2 separate regions of the Sus scrofa genome follow, and region 2 is linked to region 1. The links are chromatin contacts, called in public promoter capture Hi-C maps. All regions are on one chromosome and are shown on one strand. Each heading gives the region's core, a stretch centred on a gene start, on an enhancer-like site or on the middle of the called end of the contact. The rest is flanking DNA. Distances are from core to core; before and after follow the strand shown. Region 1 holds the start of MASTL (serine/threonine-protein kinase greatwall). Region 2 holds the start of PDSS1 (decaprenyl-diphosphate synthase subunit 1).

Region 1 (6,563 bases), core at 1,681-4,180:
ATCTCATGTTACTTACAGCTCACAGCAACACCAACACACAACTTCATGGTTCCTAGTCGGATTGTTTCACTGCACCATGATGGGAACTCCTCATGTTAGTTCTTAACATGCTTAAAAGCATTCAATGGTTTCCAACAAATTTATTTATTTATTTATTTTGGTCTTTCTGTCTTTTTAGGGCCACATATGGAGGTTCCCAGGCCAGGGATCTAATCAAAGCTATAGCCACTGGCCTACACCACAGCCACAGCAATGCTGTGATCCTTAACCCACTATTCGAGTTCAGGGATCGAACCCCCAACCCCATTGTTCCTAGTCAGATGCGTTTCTGCTTCGCCATGACGGGAACACCCAGTTCCAACAAATTTAAATTGCAATCCTGGAGTTTCCACTGTGGCTCAGCAAAAACAATCTGACTACTATCCTTGAGGACTCGGGTTAGATCCCTGAAAGCTGCTGTGTAGGTCGCAGATGTGACTTGGATCCCGAGTTGCTGTGGCTGGCAGCTGCAGCTCCAATTTGGACCCCTAGCCTGGGAACTTCCATATGCCTCAGGTACGGCCCTAAAAAGCAAAACAAACAAACAAAAAACTTAAAATGAAATCCAAAATCCCTTATTATAACTCCTGGTGTGATCTGCGTCAAGTCTTATCCCCAACTATTTTTCTATCATTAGCGCTTTAATCACCTTGCTCTAGCCACACTAGCCTTATTCTCCTCCTTCTGATCAGCTAGGCTGTTATCCCCAGATATTCTACCAGTTCACTTCTATTAACAATTCACTTGGCTAACTCCTACTCCTGTTTCATTTCATAGCATTATTAAGATTCTGCATCTGCTTTGTTCACCTAACACACGCCAGTAAATAACTAACCACTTCATTTTCTATTATCCAGTCAGTACTAGCAAAAAAGAAAAACAAAGGGGTAGAAATTACACAAAGGGACATAATAATAAGCTTAAGGAACTAGAGTCTCTAAAATTATTTTTAAAACTGAATGTTTTCAAAAAATGTTTATTTGCAAAGCAGGGAAGAACTCTCAAAGAAAAAAATCTCAACGTTATCATCCAAAAAAGATTTTTAATTGAACTAAGAATAAAACACTGTCACAAGTGATTACCCCTGAAAGAAGATAATTAAAAATCCAAGGAGTTCCCATCGTGGCACAGCGGAAACGAATCCGACTAGGAACCATGAGGACTTGGGTTCGACCCCTGGCCCTGCTCAGTGGGTTAAGGATCCAGAGTTGCCCTGAGCTGTGATGTAGATTGCAGAGAGGCTTGGATCTGGCGTTGCTGTGGCTCTGCCACAGGCCTGCAGTTACAGCTCCGATTAGACCCCTAGCCTGGGAACCTCCATATGCCGCGTGTACGGCCCTTAAAGAAAAAAAAGAAAAAAAGAAAAAAGAAAAAAGCCAAAAAACCCAAAACCCAGAATATATATTAAAAAAATAAATAAAAAATAAAAACTCAAATGCTCGGCATTTTTTTCTCTGCCCTTTTGCTTTATAAACTAAAACACCGAGAGGAGGCTGAATCAAAATATTAACTGAAAGCAGTGAATAACTTGTAAATATATACTTATTAGTCACATTTGATCAAAAGAAAACGTAGATTATTCAAAATTTTATAATATGTTTAAATTCCTTTAAAAGAAAGAACAGAGAATAGAATTGTTAATACCAAAGTCTTTGAAGAGTTTATTTCGTGCGCTCTTTACGTCTGTGACAAAGACGTCTCCCTACCCCCGCCCACCCCAGAATGTCCAGCACTCAACAAAGCCTGATGGATTCTCTAGCAAAAATTCCACGCAATCAAGTCGAAAAACCAATGTCTCCATCACGCTCGTATTATGCCTCTATTTCCTCGTCAATCCTTTACAGCGTGGCCCCGAGCCCTTTTCAACCTCAGGAGTCCAACTAGGTTAATCGCTTCTTTCCTACGACCCCTTAAGAGAAACCGCTTCCAGCAAACGCAAAAGGCAAACAGCCGCGGGCAGAAAGGAAGAAAAACCGACTGGATGCCGGACCTACCTGGGGCTGCACGGTACTCGACAGGGAAAACATCTTTTCCGGGCCCTCAGCGACCTCACCCGCCTGCCGAAACTGCTCCTCTAGGCCACCGCCTGGCGGGGAGGCGCTGAGCCCTTCACCACCTTCACTCTCCCCTCGCCCTTACTCTTCCTAGAAATGGAAGATGGCCTCCCCTTCCCACAGCTGCTACAACGACAAGCACTGTGCCCCGGAAGGCAAGGCGCTAACGCAACAGTACTTCCGGGGCAGACGAGGCCCCCTCCCCGAGTCGTGCGTCAACTTTAGGCCTTTTCAGGGACCTGAGTTTCCCCCGCCGCAGCTGACGCCCCCAAAGTAGTTCATGTTCACACTGAGTTAGACACGCGCCGGGTCCCCAAGGCTATGTGGCTGTAGTTTTCTTTTTAAGGGGGAGTGGCATCAACCCTGTCAAATCTTTCTCCAGCTTCCTTATCAATACTTCCAATATATTCTGTTCTGACTGGGCCTCGAGCCATAAGCGCTTTTGTTACAATTTAGTCCTCCTTATCTTGCCCACAATAAATCAAAAACTCATCCTGCTTCAGAAAGGCAAGTTACATACATTCTGTTAAAATGTCAAATTACAGGGCAGTCATGGGCTTCCTGCTCATCCAGTTTCTCCACATTCTGTGTTGTCACTGGCCTGGTATTACTGACGAGACCGAACTGGTTTACGTTTCTTCCGCGGGTGGTAGTTCTTAGGATTTTTTTTTTTTTCTTAAGCGGGATGAGAGCAGGGTCCCACCAGATGGAAGGCGGGAGAAAACTTAAATCTTGCGATTCAGATTCAGGCTCCCATGCTCTCTTCTCCCTGCTCTCAATAATTTTGCCCTCCGGAGTCATCACAAATAAAATAAGTGGACCGCGACCACTCTGGAAGAGTCAGTGGTTGCTCAGGAATTTCTCAGCTGCCCCGCCCTCACGCCCAAAGGCTCACGCATCGACGCAGGGGCGGTGACTGGAGCGAGGCCGCGCTGGGCTTGGCGAGAGTGGGAGCGGTGACGGGATGACGTCACGGCCGGCGCGCGGCTTGGGCGGAGCCTTACTTTGAACCCAATTGGCGGGAGTTGCGGCTCTAGCAGGGGCCTTAGGCGCTGCTGCGGTCTTGCATCCTGGGGGGCCTGCAATGGAGCCCACCGCGGGCAGCGAAATGGAGAGCGGAGGAGGCGCGGCAACTGGGGCGTGTGTGACTAGGATCCCGGTGCCCAGACCTCCATCCATTGAGGAGTTTACCATAGTGAAGCCCATCAGCCGTGGCGCCTTCGGGAAGGTGTATCTGGGGCAGAAAGGCGACAGGTTGTATGCGGTGAAGGTAAGAGTCAAAGAATAAAGAAAACAAGAGTCTGGCCCTTCGGCCCTCCTTCCTGCCCCGTGAATCGGGCAGGTCCCAGGGCCGCCGGAGCGACTAGACTGGGTGCTTGGCTTGCCAAAGCCTTCGGAGCCCTGCGAGATGATTTCTCACTTGGCTGGCAGCGCGGGCAAGTCTGTGATGCCTCTGCCCCGCCCTTCCCTTCACACAGTGAAGGTTTAGGAGACGCCAGAATTTTGGAATCCTTTTTACTAGTAATTAAGTTTTTACCAGGATTAAGGTTGAAACTTTAAGTTTGAAACCGGTATTTCCAAATTATATTTTAATTACATCAGTTTGATGTAGACTCATTTCTTTTGTATCGAGATGTATTTGACATATATTAGTTTCAGGTGTACAAGATAATGACTCATTATTTGTCTACATAGTGAAATGATCAACACGGTAAATCTAGTTAACAAACGTTACAACCCAGCTACAATTTTTTTTTTCTTGTAATGAGAACTTTTAAGATCTCTCTCAGCAGCTTTCAAATATACGATGCAGTATTGTTAACTGTAGTCACCATCCTGTGAAATAGATTAACCTCTGACCTAAATATCCTAAAGACCTCATTAAACAAACCGGGCTTTCCTCTTCAAACATTTCATTATAAATCTCCACGGTACTTTTATTTAAAGACTAAGCTGAAATAGGTCCTAAATACTCCTTTGTCCTTGGAATAGTATATATCCTTTCAGAAGCATTCAAGAGCTTTCAATGTAGAGTTCCCATTTTGGCTCAGCGGTAACAAAACCGAAACCGACTAGTATCCATGGGTATGCAGATTCTATCCCTGGCCTCTCTCAGTGGATTAAAGATCCCCAGTTGCTGTGAGCTGTAGTGTAGGTCTCAGATATGGCTCAGATCTGGCGTTGCTGTGGCTGTGCTGTAGAGCGGCAGCTGCCTCTCTGTTTCCATCCCTAGCCTGGGAACTTCCATATGTTTCTGGTGTAGCCCTTAAAAGACAAAATAACATAATTATTCAGTTTAGCGCTCCAATTTTAAGGTATAGTTTTGCTTCTATACTAATTTCCTTGACACTTATAAGGAGTAATTAGTTATTTTCTGTAATACAGCATCTGAGACTAAGTTTGGTAGTTCTAATCATTTTTAAGAATTTTTTTTCCTGGAGTTCCCGTCGTGGCGCAGTGGTTAACAAATCCGACTAGGAACCATGAGGTTTCGGGTTCGATCCCTGCCCTTGCTCAATGGGTTAATGATCCGGCGTTGCCCTGAGCTGTGGTGTAGGTTGCAGACGCGGCTCGGATCTTGCGTTGCTGTGGCTCTGGCGTAGGCCGGCGGCTACAGCTCGGATTGGACCGCTAGCCTGGGAACCTCCATATGCCCGCGGCAGCGGCCCAAGAAAAGACAAAAAAAAAAAAAAAAAGAATTTTTTTTCCTGAGCAAACTATCTTACATCCTTCTTTCTGATTCTATCTACAAACATCCAAGAATCAAAAAATTTTTTTTAAATTTTAAAAATAATATTAGCTACTATTTCTCTTTGCCTATGTTCCTGATTATTTGGGTTTTATTAGGAACATTACTATCCTTTGACTTAGTTGTAAGAACAACAGAAAAGAATTTTTTTCTACTAGTAGGGTAGTCAGGCAGGGAGCATTTGTTTATGTCTTCTTCCTCTGAAAAGGGATGTGATACTTTTGCCACTTGATACCAAGATAAGCAGTTCTGTGTTAAAAGTTTTATTTTGTTTTCACCGTATTAGCTCTTTTCCCCCCTTTTTTTGACTGCCCCAAGGCAAATGGAGTTCCCTGGCCAGGGATCAGATCTGAGTTTCAACCTAAGCAGTAGCTTAGGCAACACCAGATCCTTAACCCACTGTGCCAGCCCAGGGATCAAACCTGCATCTCAGTGCTCCCAAGAAGCCACCGATGCTGCCGATCCCAGGGTGCCACAGCAGGAACTCCCATATTAGCTATTTTTCTGGCAGAGTTTCCTGCTGGCAGTGTAAGTCCAAACAACAACTATGTATTCTCTCTCTCTGGCTCTTTTCATGATGGCATCTTGGAAACCTGAGAACATTTTGTGTCAAAAATAAAATGGGGAGTTCCCGTCCTAGCACAGCAGAAACAAATCCAACTAGGAACCATGAGATGCAGGTTCAATCCTGGCCTCGCTCAGCGGGTTAAGGATCTGGCGTTGCTGCGAACTGTGGTGTAGGTGGAAGACACAGTTTGGATCCTGCGTTGCTATGGCTCTGGTGTAGGCCAGCAGCTGTAGCTCTGATTAGACCCCTAGCCTGGGAAGCTCCATATGCTGTGGGTGCAGCCCTAAAAAGACAAAATAAATAAATAAAATGGATGTGTCTTTTGTCATGCTATGTCCTACAGGTTGTCAAAAAAGCAGACATGATCAACAAAAATATGACTCATCAAGTACAAGCTGAGAGGGATGCACTGGCCCTAAGCAAAAGTCCTTTCATTGTTCATTTGTACTATTCACTACAGTCAGCAAACAATGTATACTTGGTGAGTAATAACTTGGCTTTTTCTTTTGTTCATTCAGGAATCACTGAACCCAAATGACTTAAGAATTACAGTCTCTGGGTTCATAGTACTGGGTTTGAATTCTAGCTCTTGTATTTACTAGCTTTATGACCTTGACCAAGTACCTTACCTGTTCTATTCGTTAGGGTTCTTCAGAGGAAAAAAAAAAAACAGTAAGTGGTGTGTGTTTCGTATCGGGGGAGAGGTTTATTTTAAGAAATTGCTTTACACGGTTGTGTTAGACAGAACCATGCTAAAAAGGCATAACTGTAATGTTCAACGTTTTTAAAAAAGTTTATGGCTATACCCACGATATATGGAAGTTCTCTGGCCAGGGATTGAGTCTGAGCCACAACTGCTACCTACACCACAGCTGCAGCAACTCTGGTTCCTTTTACCCACTGCACCAGGCCTAGGATCAAACTTGTACCTCTGCAGTGACCCATGTGGCTGTAGTTGGATTCTTAACCCGCTGTACCACAGCAGGAGCTCCATCAAATAACATATTTTTAAAGTAGTCATATTGGTTTTCTTTTGCAATATTTATATCCTTTTTTGACCAAAGGTAATGGAGTATCTCATTGGTGGAGATGTCAAGTCTCTCCTACACATATATGGTTATTTTGATGAAGAGATGGCTGTGAAATATATTTC
Region 2 (6,770 bases), core at 1,780-4,279, 260 kb after region 1:
CACAGCCACAGCAACACCAGATCCGAGCCCACCTGCAACCTACGCCACAGCTCACGGCAATGCCACATCCTTAACCCACTGAGTGAGGCCAGGGATTGAACCCGAAACCTCATGGTTCCTAGTCGGATTTGTTTTCACTGTGCCATGACGGGGACTCCAGAAAGTACATCTTAACTCAGATTCCAACATTTCCTGTCTGTTACCTGGTAATATCTTTCTGACAGTATCTACTGGCAGAGATGCTGCAACTTAGAGAGTATGCAAAAGGCTCTTAGATGTGTACATTTAACACGTCATGTAGTCAATCAAGCTATTTTCTGCTTTACAAGTACCTTGGGGCAATAGTTTCCAAGATGAGAAGAGCAGAAAAGTATTCAAAGGGACTTCAACTAGAGTCATTAGCTTGCCACTACTAGTGGGCAACCATCATTTCCCCATTCTGCTTTAGGCTTTTCCATCACAAACTCTCCCTGAAAACAAACCTTGCTTGCCACACTAATTTTTTTAAAGAGAGAAAATGCAGTTCCCACCATGGCTCATTGGTTAAGAATCCAACTGCAGTGGCTTGTCTTGCTATGGAGCTGTGGGTTTGATCCTTGGCCGGGAGCAGTGGGTTAAAGGATTCAGACTTGTCACAGCTGTGGATCAGACTTAATCCCTGTCCCAGGAACTTCCATATGCTGTGGATGTGGCCATAATATTTTTTAAAAGAGAGAGAGAGATAAAATGCTGAGTAAGAATCAAGACAGACTGACAAGTGATTTGGTACAATCAAATGCACATTGGTTTCTGTCCTATTACAAGACATGTGGACGCTATCAATGGAGGATGAGAAAACATACAAATGTCAGGAAGCGTGGAGCTTGTTGGCAGAGCTTGGTGTAGCTTTACTGTTGTTGCTCTTTGCAAGGACTATCTGGCCCTTAAGAGACTTGAATTAGTCCAAACACATGCCTGAGGCAGAATGTGTTACAGTTTCTTTTTCTTTTCTTTCTTTTTTTTTTTTTTTTTGTCTTTTAGGGCTGCACCCATGGTATATGGAGGTTCCCAGGCTAGCAGCTGAACCAGAACTGTAGATACCAGCCTATGCCACAGCAACTCGATATCCGAGTGGTGTCTGCGACCTACACCACAGCTCACGGCAACTCTGGATCCTCAACCCACTGAGCAAGGCCAGGGATGGAACCTGCATCCTCATGGATGCTAGTCATATTCCTTTCCACTGAGCCATGACGGGAACTCCAATGTATTAATCTATAACGAAAAATACCATTGATGGAAGTGGTTTCTCAGGGTTACCTGAGATGCTGTCTCCCGGGCTCAAGTCCTAATTTCACCCCAAATAAAACTTAACTCTCAAAAAAAAAAAAAAAAAAAAAAAAAAAACCATCGACACACCAATCAGAAATATCCGGTATTGGTGTCATCAGCACAAACTCTCCTTTCGGTCAAGTCAGAGAGAGAGCACATTTTTTTCTCCAGGAAAGTACCCTGTCTGAGATAATTGTTTAATGGGCATGGAATCAAAAAAAAAAAAAAAAAAAAGAGAGAGAGAGTCAAAGACAAGAAGTTTCCAGTGGCATCAATGGGGTGTCCATCTCTCCAAATAATGTCCTCATCTGTGGTACCAGAGATATTTGAAGGCTTGCTAGGACAGTATTGAAATGGATCTCAGTAGGTTCTCTTTTCCCCATTGTCTCCCTTTACTGTCTAGTCCATAGACTAGACTACCTGTCATTCTCTCTCCAAATGTCTATTTTCCATAAGTTGAGATATGTATCCATAAGTAGACATTTAGAAATGCTACATATTTCCTATATGTGAAACAGTGTCTGATGGGGTACAGCGAAATCCGAATGAAACAAGAGTTCTAAATTCAAACTTCAAAATAAATTAGCCTTATATATGAGAGGTGAGCACATACAACTATTACACAATTATATACATAATTTCGGTGACCGGAGAAGTCTCTAAAAAGGTGAGTCCACAAAGTTTACGTTGTTAGGCTGAACAGTACGAGCCTAGCCTAGTGCACGTTGAGAGTTTATCACTACAAAGCGCGAAAAGGACTCACAGAACCATAGAAACTTATCAACACACAGGAGCTAAACTGACCGGAAAGGGAGAAAAACGAGATGGAGTCCAAAGGCAGCAGGGGAGAGCGTCAAGGAGGCATGGTTGGTGCTCAGATTCTGACTCTGTTTCAGGAAGTCAAAGGTCGATTTAAAGGTCAAGGTTTCTCTGTTTACGGCATCCTCACTCTTCTCCTACCCGTGTCCTTCCACCTGGTCAAGGTGTGCCTTCCCTCCGAATCAACCACAGCACAGGTGAAACCAGTCTTCCACAAGTCGCCTATTCTGAGGCTACCCCGGTCCTTCGTACCTCTGAGCGTTCAGAGCACCTTCTGCTCTGAAATCCCAGTTAAGTTTCGGTGCTCCGAAGCCCTGGCTGTAACTCGAAACAACTGCGGACGCTCTTCACGCTTTACTCTGCCGGTACCTCAAGAGACACAGAGCAACTGCCTGCGTTTCCCCCGGGACCTGGCTCCTCACAGCCCCTTCGCCACACCCTAGGTGCTCCCCGGTCCCCAGAACAACTCTCCGAAGCTCTGCGCGGGATAATCCTATTGAGGCAGAAACCGGGCACCCAGCCCTCAGCTCGGTCCTTTCCCCAAGGCCCTTCCAGCCCGGGGTCGCGTTCCACCCCAGCCCCCTAGCCCCCGCGCGTCACTCGTGCAACACGCGCCCATTCATTCCGCCCTGCTGCTGTCATTGGCGCCGTGACCTCTGCGCCCGGCCGCCGCACGCGCTCCCCGGCCTCACCTGCGCACGGGCAACAGCGGCAGCGGCGGCGCGCTGCCCAGACGGCCCCGCATGGCCGGGAGAGCCAGGCCCAGGGCTCCGTGCCGCCGGCCTCCAGAAGCAGCCGCGCCGCCACCGCCACCAGCACGAGGCCATGGTCCGAGTCTGAAAGTCGCGGCTGGGCGGCAGCTCCGCCTCTGGCCCAGTGGCCCCTCCTCCGGGGACCCGGAGCCGGAAGTCCAGCACCGGAAGAGCTTCTGCCCCGCTCGCCCCGCCCCTTCGCCACCAAGGGGTCGCGGTCCGCCCAGCGTTCCCTGCGCTTCCCGCAGAGGAGCTGGAGGGGTGGCCGCAGAGGGGCTCGCGTGTGGCGGCGCCGGGGCGGCTGGATCCCTTGACGCCGCGCCAGCCTGGGAAAAACCAGCGTGATCTTCTTCTCGGGGAGTGGCCTCTTCCGACCCCGCCCAACCGGTGTTCAAGTAGTCACCGCAAAAATGCAACCTGGAGGACCCGCAGTCAGTCAAAAATAACACAAGGCGTATGCCGAAATGGGGCTAACTTTGCTTTTGCGTGTTTAGGTGGAAATAGGACGTAAAGAATCTAATTCCCATTTTGCTAATCCAGTGGCTCCAGTTTCTGCTGCTGCTTCTCTTAACTGGCACCTGTCACGCCTTCGTTTGCTTTTCGTGGCGACCTGGCCTTGAAAGTGACAGCCTTTTGCGTCTTTCCAGTAATAAGTCAACACCCCCCCCCGACAGGGTTCTTGTGAAAGAGAAGCTAGATTAGCCCCATCTCTCCACTTTTGGATTCTCTCCTCTGAAAACCTTTTAGGTATAGTGTAGCCTAGTTTGGCAGTCTTAGGCACATCTAGATTTGAGTACCTTTCGGGTGTGTACCAAGCTGTGTGAAGTTCTTTAATATTTGGTAATGGTGAATCTATTTGTAACCATCCCAGGGAATACTGGAGAATGGACAGGATTAATACCCTCTATGAGTTAGAAAGACCTTTCCTTTATTCTATGGTCAGATCTCCTCGTGGTACTGAGAGAGCGTATTTATAACAGAAGTTGTGATATAATCATTCAGTACGTGTACACAAGGAGACAAAGTGTAAGCACTAAGGATACAGATATAGAAGAAACTTACTCTGTCCTCAAACAATTCACTCTTATGAGAAAATAGTCCAATAAAAAGGCAACCATGATTCTCCAATATTTTTTTTTCTTTCGACTCACGCATTTTGCATTAAAGAATGAAAGTGCTCGTATTGCTGAGCACATTATTTTTACACTTATCTTCAAAGTATTTTTTTTTTTTGTCTTTTTTTTGCTATTTCTTTGGGCCGCACCTGCGGCATATGGAGGTTCCCAGGCTAGGGATCGAATCGGAGCTGTAGCCACTGGCCTAGGCCAGAGCCACAGCAACGCAGGATCCGAGCCGCATCTGCAACCTACACCACAGCTCACGGCAACGCAGGATCGTTAACCCACTGAGCAGGGGCAGGGACCGAACCCGCAACCTCATGGTTCCTAGTCGGATTCGTTAACCACTGCGCCACGACGGGAACTCCCCAAAGTATTTTTTTTACAGAATAAAAGCATATAAGTTTTTTAAAAGTTAATTTTATTGAGGATTTTTTCTCCCATCCTGCAGAATATTATGTAAAAGATATGTCAGGTGCGTTACAAGTAAAGGTTGTTGTGGCTTATCTTGATCTAGGTTTATATATTAAGAAATATCCAACAGGTGGCATTTGCCAAAATAGAATGTAGCAGTAAACAGTTATACTGTACTTGCAACAATCCTGTGACTTAGGTATTATCATTTGTCGTCTTTTATATGTAGGGAATATATGGAGGAATTAAATGTCTTGCCCATACTCTAGTTGGTGGATAGAGCACCACCTGATTCTATTAAGCCATTTTCGCTTAAGAATTGTTTACCCTGGGAGTTCTCATTGTGGTGCAGCAGACATGAATCCAACTAGTATTCATGAGGATGTGGGTTTGATCCCTGGCCTCAGTCGGTGAGTTAAGGATCTTGTGTTCCTGTGAGCTATGGTGTAGGTGGCAGGTGCAGCTCAGATCCTTAGTTGCTGTGGTTGTGGTATAGGCTGGCAGCTGTAGCTCTGATTCGACCCCTAGCCTGGGAGCTTTCTTTTTTCCCTTCTCTCTCTCTCTTTTGCGGTGCCTGTGGCATATGGATGTTCCCAGGCTAGGGTTTGAATCCGAGCTGTAGCTGCTGGCCTATGCCACAATCACAGCAATGCCAGATCCTTAAACCACTGAGCAAAGCAGGGATTGAACCCATGTCCGTATGGATACCAGTTGGGTTCATTACTACTGAGCCATGATGGGAACACCTGAAGACATTTTCTTTGCATAATGGTGGTACTATTCAAAACATTATCTAGTTAGGACCAAGTTAGGATAATGATATTATTCAAACATTATCTAGTTAGGACTCCCAAGTCAAGGGGAGATTTTATATATAATACTATATGGGTATTAACCATGTCTTGTTTCATAGTACTGCATAAAAATTTATCATCCTGATTATTAGATAACCAACAGGTGAATTATCAACATAACTGTGCTAAGAATATTTACTGAGAGAAGAGATTCAAACATAGATGCACTGAAATGTTAGCAATTTTTTTTTTCATTTTTTTGGCTACCCCGAGGCATATGGAACTCCTGGGCTCTTATTTCTATTACCAATTTCTCTGAGATATTAAGATAAAAGGTAATATACATTTAGAATTTTCTCTGAGGTTTTAGTTTATGACATTTAGCTCCTGGGCTCTTACTTCCATTACCAATTTCTCTGAGATATTAAGATAAAAGGTAACATACATTTAGAATTTTCTCTGAGGTTTTAGTTGGCTAAAGCTTCATAAGAGTGAGATTTCGTACTTCTGAAGCAATTAGCCTTTTTTGTTCCATTGTCAGGGATCACAGGTATTAACTGATCAGCTACCTTGCCAAAATGTGAGTCAATCACTACAAAATCATAAGTATTAATGAGACATTATATACTGCCCACGCTCTACTAAACTTTTAGACAATCATAACAGAAAATGCATTAATTATATAATTAGGCAGTTTCCACACAGAGGCACTCCTAAAGGAGAAGAAAATATGCTATTGGATCTTCTATTCCTAATCATACAGCCAGGTTTTCTTGATACTAAAATCTGTTTTATGAGGAGTTCCTGTCGTGGCACAGTGGTTAACGAATCCAACTAGGAACCATGAGGTTGCAGGTTCGGTCCCTGCCCCTGCTCAGTGGGTTAAGGATCCTGCGTTGCCGTGAGCTGTGGTGTAGGTTGCAGATGCGGCTCGGATCCTGCATTGCTGTGGCTCTGGCCTAGGCCTGTGGCTACAGCTCTGATTGGACCCCTAGCCTGGGAACCTCCATATGCCGCGGGAGCAGCCCTAGAAAAGACAAAAAGACCAAAAAAAAAAATAATAATAATAAATACATAAATAAAATAAAATAAAAATAAAATCTGTTTTATGGTTAACTACCCATTTGTTTCCCATGTTGCTGCCTTATTCAACATCTGCTTGGGGAAAGCATGAAGAGCTAAATCTGACCCACATTTGAGTTTTTAACTCATATGGAGAAAATAAAAGAATTCTCTTGCTTCTGTTATAACTGACATATAGTTCACCTAGGCTTGGGTGGAATAAATAGGAGTTATTCTAAACAGTTGAACAAACTGATCTGATGCTACCTTTCTCTGTTGATTCAATATGTCATTTTCATTATGCATGGAATTCTTACTTTATAGGGTGATCGATATGCAGTGATCAATCTTTAACAGACACTGAAAGAAGTGATGCAGTCAGTCATTGATCATGATATGTATCTGATATTTATGTGGTGATTTTTGAGCTGAAGAGCTAAGAGGGGAGTTTTTACTTCACATAATTACTAACATTTAAAATACCATGGCAGCAAAGGTGA

The links. Promoter capture Hi-C pulls out the DNA fragments that hold promoters and counts their contacts.
Region 2: a contact with region 1 is called in a promoter capture Hi-C map of liver, with 3 times the contacts expected there. The contact joins the promoter of PDSS1 here to the promoter of MASTL in region 1. A contact is called at or near these places in 1 of 5 promoter capture datasets (liver) and 1 of 2 datasets of contacts at active chromatin or transcription factors (alveolar macrophages).

Annotation. Positions count from the first base shown.
Region 1 is chr10:48,852,965-48,859,527 of Sscrofa11.1, forward strand. It overlaps MASTL (serine/threonine-protein kinase greatwall), which reads left to right and starts at 2,931. Exons shown (of 13, transcript XM_021064881.1): 1 at 2,931-3,363; 2 at 5,754-5,891; 3 at 6,475-6,563. The coding sequence starts at 3,178. YME1L1 (ATP-dependent zinc metalloprotease YME1L1) reads right to left here and starts at 2,264. Exons shown (of 19, transcript XM_021064882.1): 1 at 2,034-2,264. The coding sequence starts at 2,066.
Region 2 is chr10:49,117,364-49,124,133 of Sscrofa11.1, forward strand. It overlaps PDSS1 (decaprenyl-diphosphate synthase subunit 1), which reads right to left and starts at 3,030. Exons shown (of 12, transcript XM_005668142.3): 1 at 2,823-3,030. The coding sequence starts at 2,957.